Regions from separate parts of the Mus musculus genome. Here regions 2, 3 and 4 are each linked to region 1. The links are chromatin contacts, called in public HiChIP or PLAC-seq and promoter capture Hi-C maps. All regions are on one chromosome and are shown on one strand. Each heading gives the region's core, a stretch centred on a gene start, on an enhancer-like site or on the middle of the called end of the contact. The rest is flanking DNA. Distances are from core to core; before and after follow the strand shown. Region 1 holds the start of Uqcc1 (ubiquinol-cytochrome c reductase complex assembly factor 1). Region 2 holds the start of Nfs1 (nitrogen fixation gene 1 (S. cerevisiae)). Region 3 holds the start of Edem2 (ER degradation enhancer, mannosidase alpha-like 2). Region 4 holds the start of Procr (protein C receptor, endothelial).

What was found. HiChIP or PLAC-seq counts read pairs in DNA pulled down with a chosen protein or histone mark. Capture Hi-C pulls out chosen DNA fragments and counts their contacts.
Region 2: a contact with region 1 is called in an H3K4me3 HiChIP or PLAC-seq map of bone marrow-derived macrophages, with 3 times the contacts expected there. The contact joins the promoter of Nfs1 here to the promoter of Uqcc1 in region 1. A contact is called at or near these places in 2 of 39 promoter capture datasets (the C10 cell line and the HPC-7 cell line), 7 of 115 datasets of contacts at active chromatin or transcription factors (the 230-238 cell line, the SCID.adh cell line, bone marrow-derived macrophages and 4 more) and 3 of 9 other capture datasets (adipose tissue, liver and macrophages).
Region 3: a promoter capture Hi-C map of pancreatic islet shows a contact between it and region 1. The contact joins the promoter of Edem2 here to the promoter of Uqcc1 in region 1. A contact is called at or near these places in 4 of 39 promoter capture datasets (3T3-L1-derived adipocytes, the SN4741 cell line, hippocampal neurons and 1 more) and 2 of 9 other capture datasets (adipose tissue and pancreatic islet).
Region 4: a promoter capture Hi-C map of pancreatic islet shows a contact between it and region 1. The contact joins the promoter of Procr here to the promoter of Uqcc1 in region 1. A contact is called at or near these places in 1 of 484 Hi-C or Micro-C datasets (cerebellum), 2 of 115 datasets of contacts at active chromatin or transcription factors (bone marrow-derived macrophages and embryonic stem cells) and 2 of 9 other capture datasets (liver and pancreatic islet).

The regions. Positions count from the first base shown.
Region 1 is chr2:155,928,467-155,931,784 of GRCm38.p6, reverse strand. It overlaps Uqcc1 (ubiquinol-cytochrome c reductase complex assembly factor 1), which reads left to right and starts at 1,475. Exons shown (of 10, transcript NM_018888.4): 1 at 1,475-1,772. The coding sequence starts at 1,749.
Region 2 is chr2:156,142,499-156,145,816 of GRCm38.p6, reverse strand. It overlaps Nfs1 (nitrogen fixation gene 1 (S. cerevisiae)), which reads left to right and starts at 1,631. Exons shown (of 13, transcript NM_010911.2): 1 at 1,631-1,797; 2 at 2,359-2,450. The coding sequence starts at 1,677. Romo1 (reactive oxygen species modulator 1) reads right to left here and starts at 1,664. Exons shown (of 3, transcript NM_001164216.1): 1 at 1,537-1,664; 2 at 1,228-1,358; 3 at 23-215. The coding sequence starts at 1,358. The coding sequence ends at 107.
Region 3 is chr2:155,727,990-155,731,307 of GRCm38.p6, reverse strand. It overlaps Edem2 (ER degradation enhancer, mannosidase alpha-like 2), which reads left to right and starts at 1,833. Exons shown (of 11, transcript NM_145537.2): 1 at 1,833-2,077; 2 at 2,307-2,417. The coding sequence starts at 1,971.
Region 4 is chr2:155,749,555-155,752,872 of GRCm38.p6, reverse strand. Procr (protein C receptor, endothelial) reads right to left here and starts at 1,656. Exons shown (of 4, transcript NM_011171.2): 1 at 1,409-1,656. The coding sequence starts at 1,475.

The sequences.
Region 1 (3,318 bases), core at 226-2,725:
AGCCATCTTTCTAGCCCAGAGCATGTTTTTTTTTTTTTTTTTTTTTTTCTTTTCTTTTTTTTAGGCAGAACCCATTTCCTGGCATTTCCTCAGCAGCTGCAGGGGTCCCTCACATAAGCAAGCAGTTTAACAGAAGCTGGGGTAAGCAGTTAGCTGGAGGGGGAGGTTGGCACAAGCAGGAGCCAAGACAGGTTAACTAGGGCATCCTGACCTTGGGTTCCTAGAATAGAGTTGGGTAATTTCCCACAGGAGTCTCCATCAAGGAGATCAAATTCTAATTAAACCTGAAATGGCCTCAGCAAGAATACAAGACGGAGGAATTGCTCCATTGTCTTACTCTGTCACAAGGTTAATTTAGTCATTTCACACGCAAACATTTAAAAACCAGAAACTCGATAAATATACAGAATTTTGCCAGGTGTGGTAGCAGTTGGGAGACAGAGGCAAACCAAACCAAACCAAACCAAAATTGAGAGGCTGGACATAGTATCATAGGCACTCAGGAGATGAATGCATTTCAAGGCTAGCCTCAGCTACATAGAGCCTGAGGTCAGCCTGGGCTACATCAAATTTTATTTAAAAGGGAGAAAGAAGGGGGCAAAAGATCACCCTGAATCCCACTTTACCTCTCAGTTTCTCCTATAGGCTTTATCCTGCTAAGCTGGCCAAGTAATCACCCATATTGTTTTTATTAGCTATTTATTGTTTCCTTCATATCAGGTGTTTTTTTGTTTGGTTGGTTTTTTTGTTTTTGTTTTTTTACGAGTTGTCTGCCCAGACCTACGCTACCGGTACTTGCCCCACTAACTCACAAGCTCCTCAGCGTTGTCCACACCTTTTTGGTATCCAGTGCAGGCTAAATGAACACTGAATACTCAGTAGGTCTTTATTGACTGGTGGACAGGAAGTGCTTCAGCCTCTAAGCTCTGGCTCCTGGTCAGTCACTGAAGCAGCAATGTCTTCTCTTGTCCACTTCTCATGGGATGTAAGCGTTCTTTGACTGAGACAATCTACTTGCCCATTGCCACAGACAACTCCTCGCATCCTTCTTTCTCCTCAATTACTAATTTTGCTTTGTTTGTTTGTTTGTTTTGTTTTGGAGCCAAGGGTTTCTCCTGGCTGTCCTGGAACTCACTCTGTGGACAAGGCTGTCTTCTAACTCAGAGATCAGCCTGTCTGTGCCTCTTGAGTACTGGGGTTAAAGGCGTGTGCCACAATGCTTGGCCTTCCTTTACTAAGTCTTTCCTATCAGTCAGTATTCAAAGATGTGTTACAGCCAAGCACGAGCCTCAAGCTCCTCTTCTGTCGAGCGTCAGGTCAGTACTTGACCACCTCCTTTTCTGGCTTTCCAGGACTGTGCCCTTAGGTTCTCAGACTCCCAGGCCTCTTTTTTAACTATTGGGAAGTCTGAGCCTTGTGGTCTCCTGGGGGCGGAGTCAGGAAAGAAATGGCTGTTAGGGGTTAACGGAAGGATGAGAGGGATGTGAGAGGCCAGGCCGGGGTGTGTGTAGAGGAAGAACGTGAGCCCTTGTGACGCGCAGCAGCGACTTAAGACCGGCGAGGAGTCTCGCGTCCTGGAACCTCATTCAGATCCACGGCAGGAAAACCGCGGGTGCGCAGTTGCGAAAACTACGCCTGCGCCGCCTCCAGAGCCTGACTACCTTTAGCAAGGGGACAGCGGCTGAGTGGGTGGTGACAATCGGGATTCCGGAAGCCCACCTTTCACCCGGAAATGATTGTGGAGGAACATGGCGTTGCTGGTGCGAGTCCTTGTGAGTGCAGGAGTACTTTTCTAGAGACGCACGCGCGTCTCCAGGTTGGGCTTGGAGAGGGCGGGGCGGGAGGAGCTGGGGAGAAATGGGGGAGCCTGTGCTGTAGCTCCTTTGCGTGGTCGCCTTTCCCCAGGGAAACTGAAGCACCTTTCCACTTCTCCTTACCCCTGTTTTGGCCTTGACTCCACCTTTTTAGAAGGTAGTGGCCTCGGATCTTTATGTAATGAGGATCGTTCTTCAGGATAAAAACACGTGGGGCACTGACTGGAATAGGGGGTTGCGGGGAAGACCGGGGGAGGTGGGTCCAGTCCATGACTGTCACTGTGCAGTGTGACCTTGAGTAAGATACTGGATGGTCCCTGGTCCATGTGAAAAATAAGGACATTTCTCTGTTACAGGCCCCTTTGGATTCTGAGGTTTAGTTTGTTGTAGAAACTTTAAATGAATTTTTACTTGTATAGTTCAGTGGAATGCACAAGTTATTAGAGCAAAAGCTGCAGGAGAAACTGCCCCGTGGCTTTCTCTTTGCCCAGCGTATTTGGCCCAACCTAACACTTGTTGAATGAAGGAAGGAAAGACTTCTAGACTGGTTCTAAGTCTCGTGGGGAGCTCTGTTCAATTCCCACCTGAGATTTGGTCTTAAATCCTCTGGTCTTAAATCCTCTTTAGAGTCACTACTGACTTCTAGGACGGGTTAAGAAAATGACAGAGTGGAATTGGTCCCTACTCATGAAGACATGGGCAGTTTGTAATTTAAGTCAGGCATTTACAGAACTTGGTCAAGGGCACTGTTTTACATAGCAGACATTACTCCTGCCTCTGGCTGTCTTTTGCGTTGTCCATGTGTTTTGCATCAGTTCACTCTGCATTCTACTTAGATTCCTTGCCATCCTGGCAGACTGCTTCTTCAGTTGCTGCTCAAGAGGTTTTGTTTGAGAGGCATGTGCCTGTTACCCAGAGAGTGGTTCATTTGCTGGAGTAATTACAGATGCTAACTAAGGCAGAAGTGGAATTGAGCTCTGAGGGTGACTGGGGAAAATGGTCACTGGCCTGTTGTAAATTATTTATGTGTGCACATGTGCAGCGGCTCGTGTGTGTGTGTGTGTGTGTGTGTGTGTGTGTGTGTGTGTAGTGAGGGTTAATTATTATGCATGCTAGGTAAGGAGTTTACTGCTGAGCCCTACATTATTTTTAAAGACAGATACTTTGGTGGGAGAAAGAGCAGATTGGGCCAGAGACTGAAGTGAACACCTGGATTTACCGTGGCGATTCTCGGACAGCTCTCTTAGATTTCTAGTTCCTCAGCGTTGTAGGGATTGTTACAGGTTCATTTCTTTGCTGATAGCATCCATAAAAACTATCTCTCATCGACCCTCTATTAGGTGGGCCTATTTTTCTATTTCCTGTTTATCTTTCTTGGTACAAACATGCACAAGTAAATAAGGAAAATCTCTTTTACATGCTTATTCCCTAAGATTGTCTTATACATTGTAACAGAATGAGATGAAGCTATGAAAACGTCCCTGGGCAGGTTCACGGTGAAAGT
Region 2 (3,318 bases), core at 382-2,881, 210 kb before region 1:
ACTAGGTAAAAATAGACTGATATAACGAGAAGAAAACAACTTTATTATTGTACAAGGGTCGAAATGGATGGGGAAGTTTAGGTATTGCAGGGCATCCTAGCCCTAATTAGCATCGTATGCCCATTCCAATGGCCATGAAAGTGCCAAACGTGCCGCCACTCTGCATCATGGTTTTCCCAATGCCGCCCATTAGCTCCCGACCCCGCATTCCGATCCTGAGGAGGAAACCAAGAAAGCAATTTGGGAATACAATTACAGGAATAGAGATTTGAACTAAGTACCCCCCTTTAAAATCTGTTGAATATATTAAGCACTAACAGCTTGACAATCTCATTTGTCATTCTTAAAATGCTACTCTTCCCCACATAGGATTAGCAATGACAAGGAAAATATCTATCTAGGGTCTCTAGGACCTGTGCTGAATGCTGCATTAGTTTGTAGATGCAGAGATAATGAAGTACATGGGCAAGAAAGCAGTCGTGTTTGTGCCTCTATGGTATTTTATCATTGAGTAGCCAGTTTTCTTCTAGATAATTCCTTAGTGTTTTGTTTTGTTTAACCTAGATTGAGTCAAGCGCTGCAATTTATAAACTGCATAAAGTGTAAAATGGACATTACAGACTCGGTAACTACACTTTTTAATTTATTATTTATTATTATTATTATTTATTTTGAGACGGTTTCTCTGTGTAACAGCCCTGGCTGTCTGGAACTCACATTTATATACCAGGCTAGTATCGAACTCAGGAATCTGCCACTCCGTCCAGAGTGCTGGTGGATTTAAGGTGCTCACAGCTAATGCTCGGTGGTTAACTACAGTACTTAGCACTACAATTAAACTAGTGCTGGGTAAATAGTAATTTATAAGCACAGTATCCAAATGTGATAGCAGTTTATCTCAGAGGTAGAATATTTCACTACACCTAATTCTCATCAGGCTTGCTTCATTACATGCAGTTGGGAGTTAAAACGCCATGCAACAATAATAACCCTTCGCTAAGTAATTACGACGTGCCAGATAATGTAAATCATACTAATATGATTGGCTCTTACAAAAGTGGAGGTAAGTGTCCAGTACTCCACTAAACTCAATAACACTGAACTAACAAAGGAGTCAGAAAGCCATTTTGACTTTAGAACTCAGATCCGTAAATCCTGTGCTTTCAACCTCGTCTGAGTGGGCTCTGGAGCCCTCGGAAGGCAGGAAGTTCTGTCCGCGAGGCTCACCTGAGACAGGAGAAGGTGCCGAACAGCGCCCCGGCCGCCATACCCACTGCGCAACCCATGACGAAGCCCATCTTCACGCGGTCGAAGCAGCTGGGCTGGGACTGCCCGTAGGGACCCACGGCCACCGGCATCTGCGGCGAGAGTGCTAGGACAGTGAGGGCCTGGTCACCAGCCGTGGCGTCGGCCAGGGGACGCACAGCAGGGTCACATAGCACCCGGGTCAGAAGCCAGCCCGCGGCACGCCTCCACCACCCTCGCGATGGAGGACCCCGCACGCGCGACGCAGGCCACTGTCGGGCCCCACCTCACCTCGTTCTCCGCTGCGATCGCTCAGCTCGACGTCTCACTCCGAATGCTAGGCGGAGGGCGCTCGCGGTCCGTGGGATCGCTTCCGGAGCACAGCGCAGTTACTTCCGGGAGCATGGGCTGAGGACTTGCAAGCGCCGCGGATGGTGGGCTCTGTGGCTGGGAACATGCTGCTGCGAGCCGCTTGGAGGCGGGCGTCGTTGGCGGCTACCTCCTTGGCCCTGGGAAGGTCCTCGGTGCCCACCCGGGGACTGCGCCTGCGCGGTACGTTCCCTTTCCTTTTCGTTCCCACGGTTTCTGGAGGAGCGAACCCCCTTGGGTCGGTGCTGCTAAGCACTGCATTATTGCGGATCCTACCCGCCTTGTTCCATCGCCCAGTCTCTTAAACCTTCCCGTCGCCCGGTCTCCTATTTGTTTTCGGGAGGGCCCTTACATACTGCTCCGCACTTCCCTTGAGCGGAATTCTCATCCTTCAGTTCTCTCCTGACCAAGTCTTAAAGATGCTAGATGAGCTTCCTCCTGCCGTGAACCTTTGAAGGAACCTGCGCTTTTCACTTTTCTTCTAAATGGCTTTGCTTTTTACAGCTCGTCCCACTCGGTGCTATGTAGTTTAAACATTGCCCCCGACTGCTGCTGCCCGCGCCCTTTCCAAGAACCCTGTGTCTATTACTTAACTCGATGTCTTTCAGCGCGTGTTGTTGTTTGTTTACTTTGACACTGGACCTCCGCCTTCCTTAAATTCACCTCAAAGAAGCTTTGACCATCTGTTGTTTTGTGTGCCCTTCGTCCACGGTTTCTCACTTTGCCACTGCTATCTGTTGTTAGTTGTAGATCATGGCCCCCATTCGCCTGTTCACTCAGAGGCAGAGGCAGTGCTGCGACCTCTCTACATGGACGTACAGGCCACCACTCCTCTGGTAAGGACTAACAGAGGTTCTTTGTAGGGAGGAAAGGTTAGAAGGACAAATTTCACCGACAGGCTAAAATTCATCCGACTTGAGAACTATTAAATGTGCTAGGAAAAGGAGCTGCCAGGAATCAGGAGGCTAAGATGTTAGTTTAGTAGAAAAGGCTTTACTGTTTTTTAGCTACTGACCCTGTCAGATCCTTCCAGTACAGGCATTATAACTAATAGTAATTGCTCGGGTGTTGGAGCTGGACAGTGTGGCATGGGTAGTTTGAGTGAGCTTAAGACCAGCCTAAGCCACATAGGGAGTTTCAAACCTATGTTGTTATTTTGTTTTGTTTTTAATTTTATATATACACAAGGACACTGTAGCTATGCTCAGACACTCCAGAAGAGGGCATCAGATTCCATTACAGATGGTTGTGAGCCACCATGTGGTTGCTGGGAATTGAACTCGGGACCTCTGGGAGAGCAGTCAGTGCTCTTTAACTGCTGAGCCATCTCTCCAGCCCCCTCAAACTTTTGTTTGTTTGTTTGTTTGTTTGTTAAATGTGCCAGGCATTGGTGGCACATGCCTTTAATCCCAGCATGGGGGGCGGGGGCAGAGGCTGGCAGATTTCCGAGTTCAAGGCCAGCCTGGTCTACAAAGTGAGTTCCAGGACAGCCAGGGCTATACAGAGAAACCCTGTCTCAAAAAACCCAAAAAGAAAAAAGAAAAGAAAAGTGTGTATCAGCACACCTGGCAGGCTTATAAATATGAGGTCAGATTCAACTACATAAGACCTTATCTTTCAATAAGTAAATGAAAAAATTAAAGAAAGACTTGTGGGAATTGCAGAACATTGCAGTTTGAAGTGGGCAACCTGGCAGGCTTATAA
Region 3 (3,318 bases), core at 584-3,083, 200 kb after region 1:
TTGCTATGCCATTATTATAGGCATTTTATATGGTTCACTGAATCCTCTAACCCTATTAAGCAGGTATTAATATTCTTCATAATTTATAAATGAGAAAAAAAGGTGAGGCCACACTCCTAATAATACTGCCCCAATTTAACACTGACACATTGACCCTTGACCCATCTATACTAAAACCTTTTTATTGAATTTAGGACCCACTTTGGGTTAGATATGGAGTTTAATTTGTTTATCAACTGATGGCACTTTGGGACACTTAATGAGGGATATTTTCAAGAATGCTGGATTGGGATTGGAGAGATGGATCAATGGTTAAGAGTACTAACTACTCTTCTAGAGCACCTGGGTTGAGTCTTAGCACCACATGGAAGCTCACAATACCTATAATTCTAGACCCAGAGGACTCTACACCCTTTTCTGGCCTCAGAGGTGACCTGGCATGCACAAAATTATGTACAAAATCCTCATGTACATAAATAAATAATATTATTGTGTGCTCCAAACTTGCTTATAACTCTTCACCTATGCTTATGTAAGCAGCCCTAATTAAACCTAATCTACCCCAATCACAACCACAAAAAATGACAGTAGGAGGGGTTTGGGAGGAAAAAGGAGGAGAGAAGAATGGTGAAGGTAATGGGGGAGGGGCGGTGACCAGAACATATTCATACATATATGAAATTGTCAAAGAACAAGAATTAACAAACAAACAAACAAACAAACAAACAACTGGGCCAAAGAAGGCAGAGTCTGCCTGCACTTTGCTCAATAAATGGAGCAGCCATTTCCCTCTGAATTTTTCAGCAAAGAAGAGTTGGGCAATGCTAGAATTAAAGAAAAGTTCAAATTAAAAGGATCTCAAATATCAGTTTAGACAAACCCTTTCATAAATGTGGGTGCTGTGCCTGGAGGATGAGAGGGACTCCTTTAAGGTTATATAGGTTATGTGTGAATGGTAGAGTCGTAATGAACCCCAATCGAACTTCAAATCTAGGGTTGTCTACAGCTCATTCCACTGACCAAAGAGAAGGGGGTTGCTGTAGATAGCGCACTAACAGAGTCTAGGACCTAGCAAGAGAGTGGGGAAACTGGCCCAGATGTTCTTTTTATTTTGTTTTATTTTGTTTTTTCGAGACAGGGTTTCTCTGTGTAGTCCTGGCTGTCCTGGAACTGACTTTGTAGACCAGGCTGACCTCGAACTCAGAAATGTGCCTGCCTCTGCCTCCCAAGTGCTGGGATTAAAGGCGTGCACCACCACCGCCCGGCCGGCCCAGATGTTCTTAAAGGAAGAATGCTGGGTCTTCATTCTCACCAGGGATGGCAGCCACTGAGATGGTCCAGGTAAAGTCCTGGGTTGATTTAGAGACTGAAGGGACCGTGATTTCATGGCACCCTAAAGTGAAAGACCGTCATAAATGTATGAATTCCTAGAACAAAAGGGATTTCTGGAAACCTTAAGGCTTTGGGAAAATAATTCTAGAGTTTACTTACACAATGGTTTGTCAAACCCTGTGTCTATTATAGTCAAAGCCGAACATTTTTCATCCATATTTACATAGGCATCTGCTCAAATCTTGAGTACCTGCTAGCCCCTCCTTTAAAAGGTATTTGGAAAAAAAACAAAAATTAACTAGATGGCGCCTGTAAAGTGCTCCTAACACTTTAATTCACCGAAGGTGCTCAACAAACAGAAACTGGGATTGTGAAAACATTATTAACAGCAGCCACAGCAACCACTGTCTTTAAGACACGTTGAACTCCTCTCTGTAGACCAGAAATCCCGAGATGCTCTTTTGCCAGGGCTCCACCGCCCATTGCATCCTGGGCTTTGTAGTCAGGAAGTGAGAGGCTTCTTGCCCAACGCGCAGGCGTCGTGGTGCGTATCCCCGGAAGAACCAGCCGCGGCTCGGAGGATGAGCTGGTGGCGGTGGCTGCAGCTGCTGCGGCGGCACTGACAGGACACGAGCTCTATGCCTTTCCGGCTACTCATCCCGCTCGGCCTCGTGTGCGTGCTGCTACCCCTGCACCATGGTGCGCCAGGCCCCGACGGCACCGCGCCCGACCCCGCCCACTACAGGTGAAGGGGGCCAGGCTCCCGCTCTCTACGGCTGGGGAGTGGCAAGCGCCCACCGGGTCCCTTCCCTTCCCTCCACCCCAGGACCCCCACCCTGACGTGCTCTGGTCCCGCTGCTGGGCCCTCGGCAGAAATCATTTTGTGGTTCCCATTCTCCGTCCTGTGTCTGGTCCTTTCTCCCGCCTGGTTTTGTGTTCTGGCCCCCTACCTTATTTCTCATCCCTCGAACCAGGGAGCGAGTCAAGGCCATGTTCTACCACGCCTACGACAGTTACCTGGAAAATGCCTTTCCCTACGATGAGCTGAGACCTCTCACCTGTGATGGGCACGACACCTGGGGCAGGTAGAGCCAGCTTGAGGGCCAAGGGGGTTGGCCGGGATCATAGGAGGGCTGGTGGCTTCATGGTCTCACTGATTGTGGAAAGTTTCCGACCTGGGCTGATTCAACCCCGTCCCCTCAGTCCAAACCAGCGCTGTCAGAACTACACAGCTTTTCACAGTACAAAAAAGTCTTGGCTTAACTTGGCAGGCTAGCCCTCTGGACTCACCTCAGCCGAACAGGCAACCACGTATGAGGACTTGGGGACATTTCTGGAGTCACAAAATATTTTGAAAAAACTCCCGGGAGTCAGGAAACTCAACTCCTTCATTTTATAGGTGGGCGCACAGGCCCAGGAGGAACGTTATTCTCCCCACAGTTAAGACCCTTTGTAGTTGGTGTACTCTTTATGACTGAAAAATATTTCCCGTCTAGCTTCATACCAACTCCTCTCACCGCCATACATACAAGTCACCTGATTCATTTTCGTTTAGTAATTCTGTGTTACCATATCATCTTTTCATTTTCACTGGAATAAAGAACCCAGTCGAGCAAAGAATCATTGCATTAGCCAAAACTGACACTAGGGCTGTAATCCTGAGTTGGTTTTTGTTTTGTTTTGTTTTGCTTCGTTTTTATAGAATGATTTATTGATTTAGTGCGCACTGGCTGTTTGCCTGTATCTATAACCATGTGAGGGTGTCAGGTTCCCTGGAACTTGAACTACAGACAGTGTGAGGTGCCCTGTGGGTATGAGATGATCAACCAGTGCTCTCAACCACTGAGCCATCTCTCCAGTTGCTGAGGTCTTTTATTTCTTGCTTGCTTGCTTGTTTGAGATAGGTCTCACATAGCTCAGGCTGGCCTCAGACTTACCACATCGCCAACAATGACCATGAACTTGGGGTGCTCCTGCCTCTCCTTC
Region 4 (3,318 bases), core at 407-2,906, 180 kb after region 1:
TTGCTGCTGAAATTAAAACTGTGCACCAACACACTGGACTTGGTTTTATCCCTTCTTACTGGCTCTCCATCTGATCCAAAAAACCCTTAAAACCCTGCTGGGGTGTGTCCTACCCCTCCCAAATAATAATAGCTAATACCCATGAAGTACTTGTTACGCCTTAGGCACTGTTTTATACACATTATTAACTTATGCATGCCTTCCTACTAATGCTTTAACATGGTAGCTACTATTATTAACCCCTTGTGTATGGGAATCTGAGGCCAAGATGGTAAAGCAAACCAAGATTTGAATACTGGTAGCTGAAGCTAACCTGCCAATCTGAAGTCATTGCCTCTCCGTAGGACATCTGTCCACAGGACGGATCTCAGAGTCTAGGCTCAATCTGAGATCCACAGTAAGTTATCTGGCCCTAGTTGCCTTTTCTGGCGAATCTCCGTGTTCAGTTTTATCAAATGGCTTGGAGTTCCTCATGCCGACTTTTGGCCACCATATGAAGAGCTTGTCCAGGTTGCTCTCTGCTGCCCTTGTTCTGCCTGGCGAATCTCTATTGAAGCTGGGTTTGATTATCTGTCTTCAGTACCCAGGAAAGGGCTTTGGCAGTGTTGGCATTGTAACACCCCCCCACTCTCTCTCTCTCTCTCTCTCTCTCTCTCTCTCTCTCTCTCTCTCTCTCTCTCTCTCTCACACACACACACACACACACTGTTGCGTTGGAGAAGTTGATTTCTGTGTTTGCAAGTGTGGATATACTGGTGTGAGTAACCTCAGCAATGACCTGCAATGACCTTTAACTGTTCTGTGACCAAGTTTTCATCTTAGTAAGATTAGTGTGATAATATGGCGCACCACAAGTCAATGTGTGCATAAGATACAGTAGTCACTCTAAATATTGCCCCTCTGAGGGAGAAATGGAGGCTATAGGGAGTGGGGGGAGCTGGGCATCGATAGTGTTTGGCAATTAATTCCCCTTTTCTGTTTAAGAGCTTCCAGCAGCCTGATCTTCTGGCCTTGGCTCTTCTGCCCCCATCTCCCACCTCATCAGCTACATCTCCTGTCTTTCTCCTCCTTCCCATCACAACCTCCACACTTATCTCAGCTTTCCTAGGGTCTCCCTATCTGTCCATCTCATATCTCTTCCTGCCTTCCCAAGACTGACACTGCTCTCCTTGCCTTCTCACCTTGTTCTTATTCTCTCCACAGGTCCCTTCCACCAGCTTCCCCAGCCTTCTCCGGAGAGTTAACTGGACTTCCTCACCCTGTCTTTGAAACAGGAACCAAAGCCCAGGACCCAGCAGCTGTAGACATCCATGCTGTGTGGGCTTAGTTGTCCTATAATTAGGTCAAAGTTCCCAAATACACCAAGTCCCTAGAACACCCCCAGGCAGGAGCCTTGACCCAAACTCACCATCGGAGTTACAAAGGGCGCAGCCAGGCAGCAGCAGCAGCAGTAGCGGCAGAAACTTCGTCAACATCCTGGAGTTCTGGGTCCCACCTGGGTCGGGGCAGGCTCGGGTTCCTCAGGCTGCTGATTAGGAAAGAGAAGGGAGGCTGTCCGGGAGGGGCCGGAGCAGAGCGGAGGATGGAAAGAGAACGCGTGCAGGAAGAGGGAGTCAGGCTTTTAAAGTGTTACTTGGATCTGTCTCATTTCCTACTAGGGGGCCTGGCTCGCCTCGGCCCCTCCCAGCTGTGGGCCCTCCTGCCTGGACCTGCCTGTTTCTCCTCCCGCTGCTTGCTTCCGAGGCTTGAGGAGGAGCGGAAAAGGGGGAGAAGGGCTTGGCGAGAAGTCCGGTAGGTCGCCGCTGAGTCAGGGGGGTGGGGCGTCTGCTTTCGATGTTGCCGACTCTGTAGAGATGACGGGGAAACTGAGGTCAAAAGAGATGTAGGGATTTGCCCAAAGTTTGTACGTCCCGATGACGGCAGATCCAGGATTGGAATCTAACTTTCCAGGATAACTGCCTATAGTTTATCAGAAGTTTAAGTACACAGGAATTACACAACTGGAGGAGAGGGGCTCTCAGAAATAGTCACAGAGTCGAGTGAGTAAAAAAGAGTTCATTGTGGCAGAGATTTAGGAACGCTCTAGATAAATCTCAGCATCGGACAGGTCATAGTCATTTAGTGGCAATGACATCACAAATTAGTATGTCTTTTGAAAAAATGAAGTAGGACAGAATAAGAAATTTGATGCATCATCCTTAGTAAGCAATATTTCCTGAAATATGTGTTCACTTATATAAGGACGTTTCTGTCTGTGCATTTTCAACTTTAAAAAAAAAAAAAAAAGCCGGGCGTGGTGGCACACGCCTTTAATCCCAGCACTTGGGAGGCAGAGGCAGGTGGATTTCTGAGTTTGAGGCCAGCCTGGCCTACAGAGTGAGTCCAGGACAGCCAGGGCTACACAGAAAAACCCTGTCTCAAAAAACAAAAACAAAAACAAAAACAAAAAAAAACAAAACAAAACAAACACCCAAAAAAACCAAAAAAACCAAAAAACCATAAAAACCCAAACAGGGTCTTACTATCCATATGAGGTTGGCTTTGAACTCACAGAGCTCCAACTTACCCTGCCTTCTGAGTGCTGGGATTCAAGATATCAGCCACCATGACCAGTATCTTATACTTTTTAAGTTAGTATGTATAGTAAGGGGTTTCATTATGGCATATATATACACATACACACACACACACACACACATATATGTGTGTGTGTGTATGTATATGTATGTAAATATACATATACGTATATACATATATGTGTATATATGTATGTATATATATATTTATACTTTGTTCTTAGATATCCTCCCAGACACACACGCTTACATGTGTGAATGCACACACACACCCCTAGCTTCCACATATGAGTGAGAACATGCAGTATTTGACTTTCCGAATCTAGTTAATTCACTTAACAGGCTGACCTACAGTTTCATTTGTTTTCTTGAAAATGTTACAATTTAACCTCCCCCTTTGCCTAGAGTCTCATAGAGCTTATATGCCACATGCTCTTTATCCATTCCTGAATTGATGACGTGCGGGTATGTTTCTGTGATGGGTTTTGGACAGCCGTGTGTAGCTCGGATATTATTTAGGAAGTAAGTAGCTTGGTTTAAAGTCAGTCTCTCAAGTTAGGAAAGCCCCTATGGTAAAAATACTACTTAGAAATAAAAACAAAACCAAAAATCTTCCCTCGCAAAACCGCTACTTCATTTCATATTGCTTAGAGTCACTTGAAGCTGTAGTACTTGTTCACATGTTTGTTGTCTGAATTTCCCACCAAAATGGCAAGCCCCATGGGAATAGGGAGGCTGGCTA